Regions from separate parts of the Zea mays genome. Here region 2 is linked to region 1. Evidence: chromatin contacts called from public Hi-C data. All regions are on one chromosome and are shown on one strand. Each heading gives the region's core, a stretch centred on a gene start, on an enhancer-like site or on the middle of the called end of the contact. The rest is flanking DNA. Distances are from core to core; before and after follow the strand shown. Region 1 has its middle 13 kb from the start of LOC100191145. Region 2 holds the start of LOC100193767 (U11/U12 small nuclear ribonucleoprotein 65 kDa protein).

Region 1 (2,975 bases), core at 384-2,883:
ACTAGAGCCGCTGCCGGAGCCGAAGGAGACGTCCACGGCACCAGCCCGAGAAGACGAACACCGCGCAGCAGGGAGCCCAGGCACCAGGCCACGGTGGACAATAATCAGTACAGACTGCGCACCACACAGGTGCACAGATGGAACAACAGAGAGCAGGAGAACCTCACTGCGCACAAGCAGTGCTCCCTCCACCTTCCACCAGCAAGATTTACACCAGAACACCAAGAATCGAAGGAATCGATCCAAACCGTGACTAGAATCGAGAGGAGAAATAGGAACAGAGAGCTGGGATTTTTCGGCTAGATACCCAGCAGGGAGTAAATCTCCATACTTAAGAAGCCAGGCTCGAGGAGATTGAGCAGGGGGCGCCATGGATCTCGGGCGAGCCCTTAACCACCTGCAGAGCGCCGCCAGGAAGCAAATTTTGCTCTGCTCGTCCTCCACGATCTCCAAGCCGTGGTCTCTTCATGCCCTAGCCGCAGCCGGTGGGCTGCTCGGTCAGATGGGCCTTGTAGCGGCCCACCCGACTGGCCCCCTCCTCTCTCTTTTTATTTAATAAAGGGAAAATCCTTAATATGGACAACAAACAGTTGACGGTGGCGCCCGCTGCTGAAGGCTGAACAAACAACCAGCCTCTGTCGCCTCGCAACAGTCGCGTTCGGTCCCTCTCCCAGTCCAACGGCGACGGTGAGCACCGGTCCCAGACCGGCAGGCAGGTAAGGAGGGGGCCAAGCGCACGCGTACGACCGTCGAGCACTCACACACTTGGCGCATGCGGACGGGTCGGCGGGACAGGCGGTTTAATTTGGCTTGTCTCTCTCTCTCACCGTCTCACGTGGAAGTGGGATCCCTCGTGAACGTTCGAGAGCCGATCGACCGAGCGAGGTCTGTGGTCGCGGACCGTGGTGGCACTGGTGCAGCTATGCCCCTGCGCTGCGTGCCACACCTCGCGAATGTGCTCAACTGCTCATGTGCCTCATGAGTCCAGACATGCGGCTGCAATCCACTATAGCTAGGGGTGTAAACCGATATCCGAACTGTTAGGACAAATTTAATATTTTAAAAAATATATATATATATATGAAATTTGATGCTAATCTCTTCTTATATTATGAAACATATTATTATAAATAACAATAAAATTTTATATAAATTATTTCATACATTATTTGCTCCATACAACAAAAAAAGGTGAAAAAATATCTGTGCTATGTTGCTGCGGTCCGGTTCGCGTGCTGGGCTGCTGCCACGCCACGGTTGCTGGGTGCGCATCGCTCTCGGGCTCAGGATTCTTTGCCGGTCCCAGCATCTAGTACGGCCGTACTTTACAGATTGCAAAGGTTGGTGGGGGAGGAAATTTGTGGTGGTTCGTCATTGCTCTCGAATCCTAGCCGGCTGGTTTTGGAACGCAGTAAATTGTAGAAATTGAAGAGGAAATTTACAGAAAATATAGAATAGAAAAAGACCACGATTGGAAAAACGAAACCTCCGACTACCCGCAAGTTTGGGCCGTGGCCAATTGGTGCTCCCGAGCACGGCCTTAGAACAAACAAAAGCATAAGACCTGGTCTAGCACGTGGTCTAGCACGGAAGCATTTTACTCAGAATAGCATGACATGGATAGGTAGAGTTTTCGGCCCATCAGACCTGACACATCGACATGGGCCGTGAATGGATCAGCTTGGCACGGTGTTCGACACATTTAGGGTTTTCTTTAGGTCACAGACTCACTCACGGTTATACGGTCACGACACTTTCCCACTCTCTCACTCTCCCTATTTCCTGAATCCAATCGAGTCGACTCTCTCTGTCTCCCTCGTCGACTCTGCACTCAAGTCCAGGCCGCCACCGCCGCTGCTCCACCGCCTCTTCCCTATTAGCTATGGTGACCACTAGCCTCACCTATTGCTCCACAGTCAGATGTGTTGGCCACACACCCGCACAACGTGCTTCGTCGTCATCGCCCCGATACGGTCGCACGATGTAAGATTTATAATGAGGCCGATCAAGGAATAAAATGTTGTTTCCCTCAAAACTTGTTTGTGTTGGCTGATTCACTGTATGCTGATGACTTGTGCTTAAAATATGATTCTGTAATTTTTTTTGTGTTGTTGTTTGAGCTTTATTTTCTGTTGTGTAATTCTGTTGTTTAATTGCATCTTGTGCTTAGGCTAGCACGACTCGAAACAAGCCCACCATGCTTTAAGGCCATGTCTAATACGGCTCAGCCCGGAAGAAATTCGTGCTAGCCTAGCTCGACGGTTTTAGGCCCAAAGCACGATAGGCTTGTGCCGGACAGCACGACATGTCCCAACTTGTAGGACTACTTAGACCTAACTCAGTGGATAATATATATATATATATATATATATATATATATATAGGGCAGGTATAACGGGAGTCCTAGGCTTTCAATAGTTAAAGGAAGCCCAAGCCAAACACCCCTTCAACCTAGTTCAACCAGGCTGTCGGGTGCGCCACCCGTCCTACGTCTGTGCGCGCAAAAAAGGAATGCATGCTTGAGTCAAACACGTTCCATTGCATGCGCGTAAATTTAGAAAAGATATATGTTGTTTTTCTATTTTTAAATGTTTTATTTCCTCCATAAATTTAGGGTCACTGCAACAGCCATGCAGATAGACGCGTAAGGACCATTTTATGATATATATTGATACTAAATATGCTACACTTTATAGATAATTATGCAATTCGGTATACTGCGTAAAAATCTGTTACGAGCTGCATGCGCACGAATTTATAATGGAAATAATGTGTAATGAAAGGAAATGAATTGCATGCATAGAAATAAAAAATTGTATTTAACGTTTTATTTTCTTTATAAATATAGGATCCCTCCAACAGTCATACAGCTAAACATATTAGAACTAGTTTATGATATATACTGATACTAATTATACTAAACAATGTAGATATTTATGCAATTCAGTACACTGCATAAAAAATCTGGCATGTTG
Region 2 (2,700 bases), core at 191-2,690, 87 kb before region 1:
CATGATAGTGATACCGCCACCCAATCCGACTTTGATTTCAATCTTCTAAACTGGTGGCAGCGACACTAGTTGACCTATCATGTGTTATCTATACTTGCTAAAAATGTTCTAAATGTGCCTGCTTTCACTGTATCATCAGAGTCCACTTTTAGTTTAATTGGCAGGGTGCTTGAGGACTGACGATGGTGACTAACTCCTAATATGCTTGAAGTCCTGTCCTGTGTAAAAGATTGTGAGCTCGCTGATTTGCATAGTCAACACATGGTGGAGAAAGAGACCAAGGGACTTAAAGCTATCTTGAATGTTTTCTCATGAGGTGTAAGTTTTTACCTAGTAAGGTTTTTAATGAGTCTAGATTGCACTAAGGCACTAGTATTATTTTGTTTACATCATTCTTCCTTTGTGTTTGAGCGTGGATGAATATGTGGATGGGATTATTTGTTATGTTTGAGACTTATTGAATCTATGGATGTCTGGATGATGTATTTGTTAAGCAGTTATGTTTGAGGAAGATATACTTAGGGTGGTAATGAGTTCTAAATTTTACATTATAAAGTTTAAAGATCATATAATATTTGGATTGAGATCTATTTCCATTTATTTTTAACTAAAATTAATTAAGGAATCAACAAATCATGAAGAAACACTTGTATTGTGATCCATTGCTAGCCCTGGATATAGTGAATGATGTACAAGATGTTCGCTTGGCTTTAATCCAAAACGACTTCTACTGTTTCTACAATATTTTGTCTCTATGGATTGCAGCTGCAGCAGTTCTAACAATACCTGTTATGTGTTTGATATGCTTGAGAAAATCTGGGTTTGGACGATGTATTTGATTTGCCTGAGGAAATATGATTTTGAATGTAGAGAACATATTCAGTGCACATGAGTTTTTGATGTACATAAGGTGTACATGAACCAATAAAGTTTATTAAAAATTCTAAAAAACTTCATACATAATCTTTCTATCTTACTCCGATTATATACAAAATTTAAAGTTCAAATTCTGTATACTTTAGATGTAATAAAAAAGATAAAATTTCTGAATTTTAAATTAGAAAATCGGCAAACATGTTCTCTTTTTTATTACAACTAAATATAACGTATTGAAAGTTAATTTTGTATATAATTAAAATAGAATAGAAATAGTATGTATAATTTTTTAGATTTTTTAACTTTATTAATCGTGTGTACATGGGAAACTATTTTCGATATGAGTCCACTAGGTTTGCGCAGATTCATCCACCGTCGTCTACCTCCCCACCTCCGTCACTCTCGAGAAAACCCCAGCCCCGATAAACAGTGACGGAGCTGAGACCCGGCCAGCCCAGGCACGTCCCGGGCTTCGGTGGCCCAGCGGCCCAGTCCGCCTCAGTGTTCTCCCAAGCGAAAACCCTACACAGCGTGTCCCTGTACTGCACTGCTGCTGGCCGCGCCGCGTCCGCGCTGCTGGCACGCCGCGTGTGCTTGGCTCCCGCCCCACGCCCAGTGCCTCCCTCCCTCTCTGCCCCCCTGCCGCGGCGCGTGCCTGGCTGGCTGGTTGCCCTCCGCTTGGGCCTTGGAGAGCCCGGGCTTCGATTTCTAGCTGGTTCCGCCACTGCCGAGAAGCCGCGCGTTGTCAGGCACGGGAAAGAGGTAGTCCGCGGGAGGTTCTCTCCGGAGGAGAGGTATGGTGCCCGCGAGGGCTCGCCATATCGATAGATCCGCCTCTGACCAGCAGCAAGGGCCCGCTCCAGCGGGGGCGGCGACGCTGCTAGTGCGGCACCTCCCAGAGGCTATCACGCAAGAGATGCTATCCCGCCTCTTCTCCCACTACGGAGCCACATCCGTCCGCCCCTGTTCCGGTGGAAAGTACTTATCTCATCTTGTCGCTTGCTTAATCATGCTTCGATTGGTGCTTCAAATGTTGAATTAGTTACAGTAGCGCGTGCTTGTATCCAGTATAACTGCTTAGTGTTGCTGGAATGACCTATTGTGTCATAGATTCAATATGTCTTTTATATTTGGTCAAGTATGGATACCGAATTGTCTGCTATGTTATTTGGTTGATAAAACCATTTTGTTGGTCTGTTGGCTGCTGCTGGCTGAGGTATATTATGTTTATTCAGTTACTAAAACCATTTTGTTGGTACATTGCAGGTTGAGAAATTGCGCATTTGTAGATTTTAGGGACGAGGCGGCAGCTAATCACGCACATTCGCTCTTGAACAGGTTTGCTTCGTCAATCACACAATCTGTTTTTGTTGCTTGGACTCTCTTTCTTAGTTGCATAAATTAATCGCGTCTTCTTATTTCAGTATTCTTGATTAATGCCCCATTGCCTTGTTCGCTAAGGGATGGCTTTGCAGGTTGAGGTTTCTGGGAAAAGTGTTGACTGTCGAGCGAGCTAACTGTCCAAATGCAAATGAGTCTCACCTGAAGCATCAGGACCAATTAGGGCATGGGGCGTCCCAGGTACCAAGTATTAGTTCCCAAACTCAGAAGGACCACACATCGATTGCCGAACCAATTGCCCCCAAGCTTAGTGTGGACTACCCATTTCCTCCACACCTTGAGTATGTTATTAATTCACTGCATCATTATTTCACTTCATTATATTTGGATACTCGCATGAAGATACTTAGTTGTTTCTTAGCTCTCATGAATGCACTCTGTCTTGCAATGTTCTATTACTGTTCTCAACAGACATTCATTTTG

What was found. A called contact is a pair of places that touch in the nucleus more often than the background predicts.
Region 2: a contact with region 1 is called in a Hi-C map of leaf, with 2.4 times the contacts expected there. The contact joins the promoter of LOC100193767 here to the enhancer-like site in region 1. A contact is called at or near these places in 3 of 25 Hi-C or Micro-C datasets (all in leaf).

Annotation. Positions count from the first base shown.
Region 1 is chr1:53,316,464-53,319,438 of Zm-B73-REFERENCE-NAM-5.0, reverse strand. No RefSeq gene overlaps it. Among protein-coding and RNA genes, the nearest start is that of LOC100191145, 13 kb to the left of the region's middle. Within about 2 kb of position 1,633, at least 18 of the 20 cell types and tissues checked have an H3K27ac peak or open chromatin away from gene starts, as enhancers often do. A contact at or near this core is called in leaf, where this site is marked.
Region 2 is chr1:53,403,416-53,406,115 of Zm-B73-REFERENCE-NAM-5.0, reverse strand. It overlaps LOC100193767 (U11/U12 small nuclear ribonucleoprotein 65 kDa protein), which reads left to right and starts at 1,440. Exons shown (of 11, transcript NM_001138853.1): 1 at 1,440-1,854; 2 at 2,143-2,214; 3 at 2,352-2,558. The coding sequence starts at 1,673.